Linked DNA regions of Mus musculus: all the other regions are linked to region 4. The links are chromatin contacts, called in public HiChIP or PLAC-seq and promoter capture Hi-C maps. All regions are on one chromosome and are shown on one strand. Each heading gives the region's core, a stretch centred on a gene start, on an enhancer-like site or on the middle of the called end of the contact. The rest is flanking DNA. Distances are from core to core; before and after follow the strand shown.

Region 1 (2,700 bases), core at 105-2,604, 2.4 Mb before region 4:
AAAAATTAATTTCTATATAGCAGTATTTACTTAGTGTCTCGAAAACCCGGGACAAAGACTAGCATCCCTTTTCAGAGATAAAAACAAAAACAAAAGCCGGGTATGGTGGCGCACACCTTTAATCCCAGCACTCGGGAGGCAGAGGCAGGTGGATTTCTGAGTTCAAGGCCAGCCTGTTTTACAAAGTGAATTCCAGGACAGCCAGAGCTATACAGAGAAACCCTGTCTCGAAGAACTAAAAAAAACCAAAACAACAACAACAACAACAAAAAAAACTAAACCTGAGACAGAGTGGAGTTGTTTTGCCCAAAGTCACAGCTAAGAAGTACCAGGGCCAGGATAAGCAGCCTAGTTAGAACATGTAGGTATACTTGCTAGGGAGTCCAGTAAGAAGACATCCAGCTAGACATCCAAAGGAGGGCACACACATGGTGACAACTGGAGACTCAGACCTACCTGTGGTTCTGTGTTCAAACCCCTCCTAGTTTTTCTGAGCTTCAGTTGGGGAAACGGGGGACAGTTTGACCAACCAGATGCACCTCTGATAACTCCCTTAACCTTGGCTTCAAGAGGGAGCTTCCTGAAAACTGTGGTGTACTTGTGTGGAGTCCAAATATGGATACTGGATCTCTTCAGTCACTCGCTACCATATTACATTCAGGTGTGTGTGTGTATGTTCATGTATGCACACTCTGGTATATGCAGAAGTCAGAGAACAACTTACAAGAGTCAGTTCTCTCCTTTCACCCTGTGGATCCCAGAATCAAAACTCCAGATCAGGCTTAGCATGTGGCTTTACGCGCTGAACCATCTCCCTGGCTGGCCTGGAACTTCATGTTTTCCCAGGAAATTCTTCCCATGCCTAGGGGTCCTTAACTGTAACTGTGTGGAAGGGCAGTCACCTGGAAAGATACCTTTAATGCTCAAAACAGGAGAGGCCGAGTCAGGCGGATCTCTGTGAGGCCAGCCTGTTCACAAAGCCAGACCATGCCTCAAACAAAAACAAGAACAACTGACTCGATCCACTACAAATCCCATAAACTTCCTTCTTCAGGTCTTCCACCCCACACCCTCAGCTTCTTCCAAGGGACCTTACTAACGGGGCTTTTCCTTTCTCCTTCCATTTCTCACTTCCTGTCACGTACCTCTTCCTCTAAACTCCCTCTCCTGACATCTTGTTTCCATTCTACTCTTCCTCGATTTCCCCGTTCATCCTCTTAATAGGAAAAAAAAGTCTTAAGCCTTGTTTTGTTCCTTTTGCCCTGTGTGACTGCTGCTGCTTGGTTTCCTCTCCCATTCACGCCGAGTGGTGTCTCTTTTTTTTTTTTTTTTTTTTTTTGCCACTGGCCCTCAGGGATCCTTGACTGTAACCCGCCGGCCTCCAGGGCTTTGCGTGTCTCTACAGCCTACACTGCCCGAATCCCCTACGCCTAGCTTGTCAGGCGCCCCCAAGATGGCGCCTCCAGCTTCGTCCCGCCTCCCGACGTCATCGCGCCCTCTCCGCTCAGCGCTCCCCTTTCGAGCTATCAAAGGCGGAATCCGAGAAGAGGTGGAAGAGGAAGAACCTCCAGGGAGGATTAAAGAGGCGGGTAGTATCCACCTGGAGGCCGACCAGCGAGGGAACATTGCTAAAGGATTGGCTGGGCGCTGCGCGATCCCACCCCTCCGCTCTATTGGTCGAGGCTTCAGGAAACCTGAGCATCGATTGGTCTAATGACAGGGGCAGACAGCCGATGATTGGGCGAATTGTGCAGTTCTTCGCAGCGGCCCAGGCGGAAGGTGGGAGGAGCGTTGTTGAGGGCGGCCTGGGGTGAGAGCGAGGCTGCGGAGCAGGCGAGACGACGGGCGCTAGAGAGGACGCGGCGCTAGAGTGGCGGTGCAAAGGGACCTGAAGCCCGTAGCCCGGCCTGGGGCCGGCGAGACGGCCGAGGCGGGTGAGTCCCCGCCGGAGCGCAGAGGTCCGGCCCCACCCGGCGGCTTGCCTGCGTCATTCGGCCTGCACGATGAAGGCCTGAAGGATCGCGTCCCGGGTGCGGAGAGCGGAGCGGCCGTTGGGCGCGCGGGCCGGGCGGGGGCTGTGCCGGGACGGCGGGTGGGATGGGGGACTGGAGTTGAGTGCGGGGCTGAGTGAGGAGGGGCAGGGCTCGGGCTGCAGGCCGGGGGCCGACCTTGGCGGGAAGGGGAGGTCCCAGAGCTGCCTCGCCGGAGGGCTCTCTGGTTGCATGGGGTATCGGGGCCACGGGTGGGTGCGCTGGGATGGGGATCAGAATCGAAAGGGGACGGTTAGAGGACTCATGGATGCCGGGGTGGGGAGCTGGCCCGAGAAAGGAGGTAATTAACGCAGGGAGGAAAATCGATTTCTGCCTGGAAAGAGCTGAGGCAGAGAAGAGGTTTTTGAGGTATCTTTAGAGCGAAGGGAGGGATCAGGTGTGGAAAACGGAGTAATGCTGACAAGGAAGACCGATAAACGCATGAAAGTGGGGCTTGGAAAGTATTGACAGAGGTCTTTATTTATTCTTACGGGTTTCAATAGGTTGAGCTAGAGGGGAGGGATTGTTTTGTTTTAGATACAGGTAAGTAGGCCAAAGGGAATATTCGAGCAATCTTGGGTGTAGTTGGAGAGACAGAGATGTGTGCTACAGAGAGCAGTCTAGGAATTTTGGGGATGTACCATATTGATAACTCTGGGGGATTTGGGTA
Region 2 (2,700 bases), core at 3-2,502, 2.4 Mb after region 4:
GACATTTCCTTAAACTTCCACTTCAGGGTACACTACAGGAATGCAGTCACAGGATGGGCCAGAATTTTCAACAGGAGGAAAACAAGCCACATCTTGACAAAAGTAAAGGGATGTCAGGAAATCATAAGCTACAGGACAGAACTCGGGAATTAAAAAAAAAAAAAAGTGTGACACACACTAGGCTCTTGTAGATGCATATTCAACCATTTCAGAGATCATTTTGGCCCAACAGCCATAGCACCTATCAAGAAATCAGAGAAGCCTAGGGGCTTCCTATGCAATGGAAACACCAGACAAAAGTAGGGTGACTGTAGATAAGGACAGAGTCTACCCCCAGGATGTGACACAAGTCCCCTTGGCTGGAGTCACAAAGGTACAAAGTTGCCTCACCTATAGTGACTCTCCAATTAATCCCACACCACGGGGACACAAAAGCTATGGGTGCCTCAAACGAAAATACAATCCACCCCACACGGAAGCCTTAACAGGGAGAGCCAATCACAGTCACTGTTGCCCCCACCCTCACCTTACCTCTACCGAAATTAGAAAAGGTCCACTGGGAAGCAGTCACACCTCAGTCGGTCACCTCACACGCTCCCAAAGTTAGGCAAATGCTCACAAACACAAAAGCCCAGGGACCTCACACTCGAGGGACCTCACACTGGTAAAAAAAAAAAAAAAGCATGGCACAAAACGGTCACACAGACTCCAGCCACACACACAATGGATGCGATCATACTCACCAATCAAGGAATCCTCTCTGCCTCCATATCCCCTAGACTACCACCCAGACACATGATAACAATTCTACACAGCTCCGGATCTCCCGGAGTCAGCTTCATTGCACTGCACAGGATGGTGCATCCAAACCCTTGGCACCAAAGGCGTCTCATTATCCCTAAAGTTCTCCCCAAACCTGTCAGGAGTACCCTGCCCACTCCTTAAAAAAGGCTCCCAGGAGAGGGAAATACAACGCCTGGAAATGTCAGGGGCTGAAAGCTGTGGCCTGAACAACAGATACAAAGTGTTCGGCTATTCGTCGGAATCGTGAGGAAATCCCAGCGGTGAAAGACTTCATAGACCTAGATCAGGCTCCTCGACCCAGCACTATCTCAGCACTGCGAGTTTCCAGGGAACCGAGGTATTCTGGGAAATGTAGTTCAAGGCCGTGCTGGTGACCGGAGGCGCATGGCTCGAGTAGGCTGAGTCATCCAATCCCCAGGCGGAAATCTGTCTAAGGAGGCTGTTCCGAATTCGACTTCCTGCTGGAAGTTGGGGCCACAGACCGGAATGTAGGACCCCAGCGCTAAGACCAACCCAGCATTGGCAGTCTGACCAAGAGGAAGCCTCGTCCTGTAGGTGCAAGAGTACGCAATGACAGCCCTGAGCGTGTGTGAGAGAAAGCATAGGGAGGTTAGATTGCATGCGCGGCTGGATCTGGGAGGAGTTGGACGGCAGAGAAACTGCGAGGTAAGGAAAATGAGCGTGAGCAAGAGTTGGGCTCGAGCTGTGGCGCTTTGTGAGTGGAGCGAGCTGTTGTGGGGAGGAGACATTGTATGCGGATCGAATGGTTCTTGGGGATTGGGTCTCGACTGGATGGATCCCTGTACAGGAGTGGCTGAGATTATAGAGATAGCGGAAGCTTCCTAAATCTCATTTTCTTTTCAAATTACGATTAGTAAGTGCGGTCTTCTGGAGTGTCTGTGGGAGGGAAAATGTATAGCTGATAATAACTAATTAGCATTGTTATTTTTCTGTAAGTTAATTGTGCGGCGTAGGCAATCTACAGGCAATATAGCCGACTTTTTATTTTTAACACAGTGTTTTGTCAGTCGGGGTGGTTTTTTTTTGGGGGGGGGCGTTATTAACGCTCAGGGTACCCCAAGCAGACATCGTCCCTTCTCTAGAGAGTTCCTGAGGAGACACAGGTAAGGTTTGATTTTGAGGCTGGCTTGCAATTCTCTTTATAACCAAGGTTGACCTGAACTCCAGATCCTCTTGTCAAGTGGTTTCTGTTGGTTTGTTGTTTAGACAGGATCTTGCTGTTTAGCCCTGGTCACCCTTCAGAGGCCGTCCTCCTGACTTTCAAGGTCTGGGATAACAGGTGTGAACTACCATGCCCTGCTCCAGAAGGTGATAAACGGAAGTTTATTACAGAGAGCAGCATCACCATGATTAAAACAAGCTGCACACAGTACTTAAGAGCCAGTGGGACACAGCCATAGAGGTGTGTGTCCATATCAGCCAGAGTCAGTGGACACAGCCACAGCGGTGTGTGTTCATATCAGCCAGAGTCAGTGGACACAGCCGCAGCGGTGTGTGTCCATATCAGCCAGAGTCAGTGGACACAGCCGCAGCGGTGTGTGTCCATATCAGCCAGAGTCAGTGGACACAGCCACAGCGGTTTGTGTCCAGATCAGCCAGAGTCAGTGGACACAGCCGCAGCGGTGTGTGTCTATATCAGCCAGAGTCAGTGGACACGGCCACAGCGGTGTGTGTCCATAGCATCCAGAGTCAGTGGACACAGCCGCAACGGTGTGTGTCCAGATCAGCCAGATTTAGAAGGTAAATGTCATCTCATTTCTTTATCTGAATTAAATAGAAACCTCAGTACCATAAGCCTGCCCCATTCCCTTTCTGTTTTTGAGACAGGGCCTCTCTATGTAGCCCTGACTAGCCTAGGACTTACTATTTAAATAC
Region 3 (2,700 bases), core at 66-2,565, 2.1 Mb before region 4:
TTTGTTTGTTTGTTTTTTCTTTGTGTAGCCCTGGCTGTCCTAGAGTTTATTCTGTAGATCAGGCTGACCTTGAACTCACAGAGAGCCACCTGCCTCTCTCTCTCTACTGAATGCTGAGATTAAAGGAATGTGCCACCACCATCTGGCAGGATAAACTTTTTATATACAGCCAAAATCTTGGAATTCCTAATATATTGTCTCTGAACAGACTCTGAGGCAGTGGTCACTGGCATGGCGTAGCATGATGCTGTGTGCACTTCAAATGACCAAAGCTGCCATGAAATTATTTCATTTTTTGTTTGTTTGTTTGTTTGTTTGTTTTTGTTTTGTTTTTTTCTTTTGAGACAAGGTCTATGGAGTTGTCTTGCCTGTTCTGGATATAAGTCTATGTAGACCAGGCTGGTCTTGAACTCACAGAACTCCCCCTTCGGAGTGAGTGCTGGGATTAAAGGCCCTGCCACCACAAATTTTGAGATGCAAAGTTGATGAGCACCTTAGATTTATTAGTTTGATTCTGTTGTACTTTCAGAAACCTTTTACTAGTACCAACATTTTCATGGCATCCCCTCACTGTTTTATGACCCAGAGGTGGTTTCCTGAAACAGTGTATGGACACGGTTTGGGAGCTTCTAAGGACTGGGAAGCACAAAGAAAAGACACAGGTCATAACATTACTAACATTTGGACAGGGATATACACTAGGGTAGTTTAGTTTGACTTGAAAGTTTGGGGGCCACACACCTGTAATTCCAGCATTTGAGAAGTAAAGGCAAGAGAATAGTTCCAGACTATCCTGAGTGAGCTGAAGGTGTGAGGGACATGTGCAGAGAAAGGAGTTGGGGAGAGAGAAAATTCTGAAGCAAGCGAAAGAATCAAACCTCGCAAGCATTCATTCATATGTATGTTGGTTCATTCCATCCTTCTATGAACCATATCGGGGAGAGTCCTACTTCCAACTGGTTTCACAAATTAGGACATAGGCTCTGGGCAGTTACAAAGTTTTCTAAAGTCACAGGGCTCAAAAAATGCTGCTTCAGGAATGCCTCCAAAGGCCATCTTTGTGTGCATGGAACCTAGCACCTTCCACTGGGACCAGTCAAGTGGTCAGCCAGCAGCCTTAGCCAATCAGCATTGTGTAAGGCGGGCGGGCCTAGAAACCCTCGAAGCCAATCCAGTGAGGAGAGGGGCGGACTCTGGACAGGGCTGGGCGGGGCCATAACTGTCAATCTTGGTGCCTCGTGCTTCTCCCTGGGCAAGGGGCGTGGCAAGGGGAGCGCATGCGTGAGGTGTGCTTACTGGCTTAACACGCACTCACTCGAGGCCCGGAAGTGCTCGAACAGCTTCGAGGCTTGGGGGTCTCTACAGAAAAGAAGCCACCGCTCTCCACAGCCGCGTGGAGTCCAGGGCGGGGGTCCGTTAGGAGAGAAGAGGGTAAGGCACCCCTCCCCCACCCTGCCCCTCCTGGGTCCACCTCAACTGTCTGAGCTGCACCCCAGCCTTACGCCTGCCCTCAGGAGTGGCCCAGCCTCTGAAGGCTCTTGTGAATTATGTCCTCCCCGAAGCAAGCCCTTCGATGTCTCTGGGAGCCCTCTCTCCTGCCTTATGTCTTTTATTTTTAATATTTTGAGAGTAGTCTTAAAGACTCAGGCTGGCTGCAACTTCATTCTGAAGCTCCTGTTCTTCTTCCGTTCACTTCCAAAACTTTGGGATCACAGACTTTCACCACCATGCCTGCTCCTCTTTCCCACCTTCATTTACTATTACCGTTTCCTGTACCTCCCCAGCCCTGGATTTTCCACCTGTTATTTCTAGTTTCTCAGAGCTCTCCAGTTGCTTATAATCTTGTTCCCAACTTATATTTTCTGTTGTTTTGTTCTTTTTGAGTCTTTTATATTCTAAGCTGACTTCAAATTAATGATCTTCCTGCCTCAGTCATCCAAAGAGAGATGGATATAGGCAGGTACCACTCTGCCTAGTTCGTCTTCCATCTTTTTTATTTATCTTCATTTATATGTATAAAAACATGTATATACTGACCTCCAAGCATAGGAACACAGGTCCATGTAATTGTTAAGCAAGTATTCTACCACTGAACTATATCCCCAGTTTTTATATTCTTAGTGCTCAGGGTACCCATGTACAAGAACCAGACATTTTTTCTTTTCTTTTTAAGATTTACTTTAAATTGTGTGTGTGTATGTAGATGCCCACAAAAAGACAGCAGATCCCCTGGAGCTAGAGTTTGGCTATATGTGATATCTGAGATGGGTGCTGGGAACTGAGCTCAGTCCTTTGATTGAGCTGCCATGTGGGTGTTGGGAATTGAACCTTGGTTATCTGGAAGATCAGCTAGTGCTCTTTAACTGCTGAGCCATCCCTCCTGGCCTGCTGAGCCAGCTCTTTAGGCTCCCAAGACACAGACTGTTTAGAATTTTATTTCTATACAGGATCTCACTGTGTTACCTTGGCTGGCTTTTGAGTTCACGCTGTAGCCCAGGCAGGCCTCTTTAAACTTTTGATTTATCTGCTTTAGCCTTGTTGAGCAGATGGGATTAGAGGCCTGCACCACAAGGACTGGCTATTGTCTTTTAACTATTTTTCCATGTTCTTATTCTCTGTTACCTTGTCCCCAATTTCCTGACTTTTTTTTTTTCCTATGAACTACCTGAACTTCATTTTGGAGTTCTTGTGTGGCCAGGC
Region 4 (2,700 bases), core at 90-2,589:
TATGTCTCCAACACAACCCCCACATACACACCCCAGTCCTACTTCTAAGACTGTAAAAATAGAATAATACACTTCTTTTCAAAAGACCCAGATGGCCGGGCATGGTGGCGCACGCCTTTAATCCCAGCACTTGGGAGGCAGAGGCAGGTGGATTTCTGAGTTCGAGGCCAGCCTGGTCTACAGAGTGAGTTCCAGGACAGCCAGAGCTACACAGAGAAACCTTGTCTCGAAAAACAAAACAAAACAAGACATACAAAAAAAGACTCAGAAGGCCTCAAACTCAGGAGAGTTTAAGACGCTAAGTAGGTGGTAGATTGTGGCCAACAGTAGATTATTCCTTTAAGTGGGCACCCTAAAACCACTGCTCTTCTCTTCTTTCATAGAAAGCTGTAAGTGACCACATGGCTACCTGTGTGACCCCAGCCAAGTCACTTGCCCTATCTGGTCTTCATCTGTGAAAATCCTACAGAGGTCTGGAGATGAAATGAGTTGCTCACTCAGCAACCATGGGATCTGGTACACGCCAAGCCTCAATCCATAGCTCTCCTTATTCTTTTCTTCTCATAGTGTCTGAATTCCATCCAGAGCCTCACACAGCCATGTGCTCCACCACTGACACACACAGCCAGCCAGCTCTGAGTTTTCCCTCTTTGGTCTCATATCTTAGCAAGTCCGGGGGTCTGGTCAAGAGTCAAAAAAGAGATGGGTTCAATGCTTTATTCTGGCGGTGTGGAACTCGGTTTCTCTGTGCTTTGATTTCCTTTCCTATTAATGGGTGGTCACAACTGTTTCCCCAATGGAGGATACTTGGGCCAGAGGAGGCGCTTAGCACTTGGCGAGCTCTCTGTGGGCCCAGCTTGCAGCTCTGGCCTTTCCGGGGTGCAAAGGGAAAGGGGTCCTGCGGGATCCAGCAAGAGCCGGTGGGGAGCTGAGCTGAGAGTGGGATCCGAGGCTTTAACCCTTCCAAAGCCGCGCCTCTCTGCCCCTGTGGTCCAGTCACCGTGCGGAGGAGGGGGGCCTGGGAAGGACAAGGCCTTGGGGTGACCCACGCCTGGTTCAGTGGCTGAGCTAGGTGAGGGTGAGGGGTTCATTGGATCGCAAGCCTCTATCCGGCTAAACAGATCCGAGGGCTCAGGTCGCCAGCTTGTGGGGGAGGATGCTGGGCCAGGTGGGGAGATGCTGGGGAGGGGCCGCCGTCCGCACCGCCGCTCACCTGGGCGCCGGCCGCCGATGCGGTCCCGGATGCTCGCCGCGCAGCACCGCCCTCCCTGCGGGCGTTCGTCGCCGGGCCGGGCCCGGCTCTGTTCGGCCCCACCGGCCCGCCGCTCGGCCAGATCCGCATGCGCCGCCGCCGCCGCGCCTCCCCCCACGCGCCGCAGCCGCTCCGCACGCCCCCGGGACCCCTCCCGCACGCCGCCCCGCCGCCCGCGCTGTCACACACCGGGCCACGCGTGTGATGCACAGCCGCGCTCGCGAGCGCTCGAGGCAGCGTCACACACTCCCACACTGCCACTCACACACCGGGCCCCTGGCAACGTCATACACACTCTCTCCACATGCACACTCTCATGGTGTCACTCCTTCGTAAGGGGTCAGTCAGGGTCAAACCTTCTAACTGTCTGTCACACGCAGTCACTTGCAATGTTTTCCTCTCTGGAATGTGTCCTGCAGGGTCATTCACTGTGACACACTCTGATATAGCCACCACTGACAGTGACACTCAGATATCACCAGTAGTTACCAATACAGTAAATAGTGCCCTGCAGGATCGTACATACATTGTTACTCAAATACTGCCACCACCACAATAAGGGTCACATGAAATCACTTGAACAGTATCACAGGATGGAATAGTGCTCTGCAGGACCACGCACTGTGACACACTCACATACAGCCACCACCACCAATAGCACATACAGTCAGGCATGTCACACACCTCCAAGGTGTCACAGAGTATCTACGCTCACACAACACAAAGTTCACAATCGCATAGTCTTACACGCTTAAAATGTCACACCAGTTGCCTAGGCACAAAAGATGACACACCCTGTGTTGCTACACACCCATACATCAGAGCCTCAACAAGACACAAAAGGAATCTCAGTTGATGTCACACACAGTCACACATAAATGGGATCATATCACGCACCCATGTGGTGTCCCAAACCTTCCCAATCCGAAAGTATCACACTCCATTACAGCTTACCATATCACACAGGCTGAGTACCCCTCACAGTATCACCCCCATGGACGCCAAATAACATTAATGATCTCTATACACAACTCACATTGCAACACAAGGAATGAAACCGGGTGTCGCCCACAACCATGCTGTCCCTTGTGGTCACTGAGGGTCACACAGGCACAAAATCACCCCACACACCCCTCTTGCTTGTTGGGAGGACGCTTTGGTAGAGGGAAGTACCATCTCAGAGCCTGTCTGTAAGGGGGCGTGAGCAAAGAGAGCACGGTGGGCGTAACGCCCCGGCCGGCCCCGCCCCGCTCAGCCCCGCCCACTAAGGGTGGCTGTCTCTAGTAGGCAGAGCGCTAAGTGACAAACTGCTCTAGCACCGCCCACTCCCTTCCCTAGAAGGGGCGTGGCTTCTACGTCTAAGCGCCTATCGGAGAAGGGGCTCTGGAAATGCAATTTGACTCCTCCGCCTACTCATGCTCTTTCCAGCGGGAGGCGTGGTCGCCTCG

Evidence for each region. Promoter capture Hi-C pulls out the DNA fragments that hold promoters and counts their contacts. HiChIP or PLAC-seq counts read pairs in DNA pulled down with a chosen protein or histone mark. Capture Hi-C pulls out chosen DNA fragments and counts their contacts.
Region 1: a contact with region 4 is called in an H3K27ac HiChIP or PLAC-seq map of embryonic stem cells, with 3 times the contacts expected there. The contact joins the promoter of Zfp574 here to the promoter of Sptbn4 in region 4. A contact is called at or near these places in 1 of 484 Hi-C or Micro-C datasets (uterus) and 3 of 115 datasets of contacts at active chromatin or transcription factors (embryonic forebrain, embryonic stem cells and stem cell-derived neural progenitor cells).
Region 2: a contact with region 4 is called in a promoter capture Hi-C map of adipose tissue, with 3 times the contacts expected there. The contact joins the promoter of Zfp790 here to the promoter of Sptbn4 in region 4. A contact is called at or near these places in 1 of 115 datasets of contacts at active chromatin or transcription factors (astrocytes) and 1 of 9 other capture datasets (adipose tissue).
Region 3: a promoter capture Hi-C map of embryonic stem cells shows a contact between it and region 4, with 7 times the contacts expected there. The contact joins the promoter of Prr19 here to the promoter of Sptbn4 in region 4. A contact is called at or near these places in 2 of 39 promoter capture datasets (embryonic stem cells and hippocampal neurons).

Annotation. Positions count from the first base shown.
Region 1 is chr7:25,075,453-25,078,152 of GRCm38.p6, forward strand. It overlaps Zfp574 (zinc finger protein 574), which reads left to right and starts at 1,355. Exons shown (of 2, transcript NM_175477.5): 1 at 1,355-2,030. It also overlaps a transcript of Grik5 not described here.
Region 2 is chr7:29,814,820-29,817,519 of GRCm38.p6, forward strand. Zfp790 (zinc finger protein 790) reads left to right here and starts at 1,253. Exons shown (of 5, transcript NM_146185.2): 1 at 1,253-1,470.
Region 3 is chr7:25,300,044-25,302,743 of GRCm38.p6, forward strand. It overlaps Prr19 (proline rich 19), which reads left to right and starts at 1,316. Exons shown (of 3, transcript NM_001081294.1): 1 at 1,316-1,431.
Region 4 is chr7:27,445,250-27,447,949 of GRCm38.p6, forward strand. Sptbn4 (spectrin beta, non-erythrocytic 4) reads right to left here and starts at 1,340. Exons shown (of 36, transcript NM_032610.2): 1 at 1,214-1,340.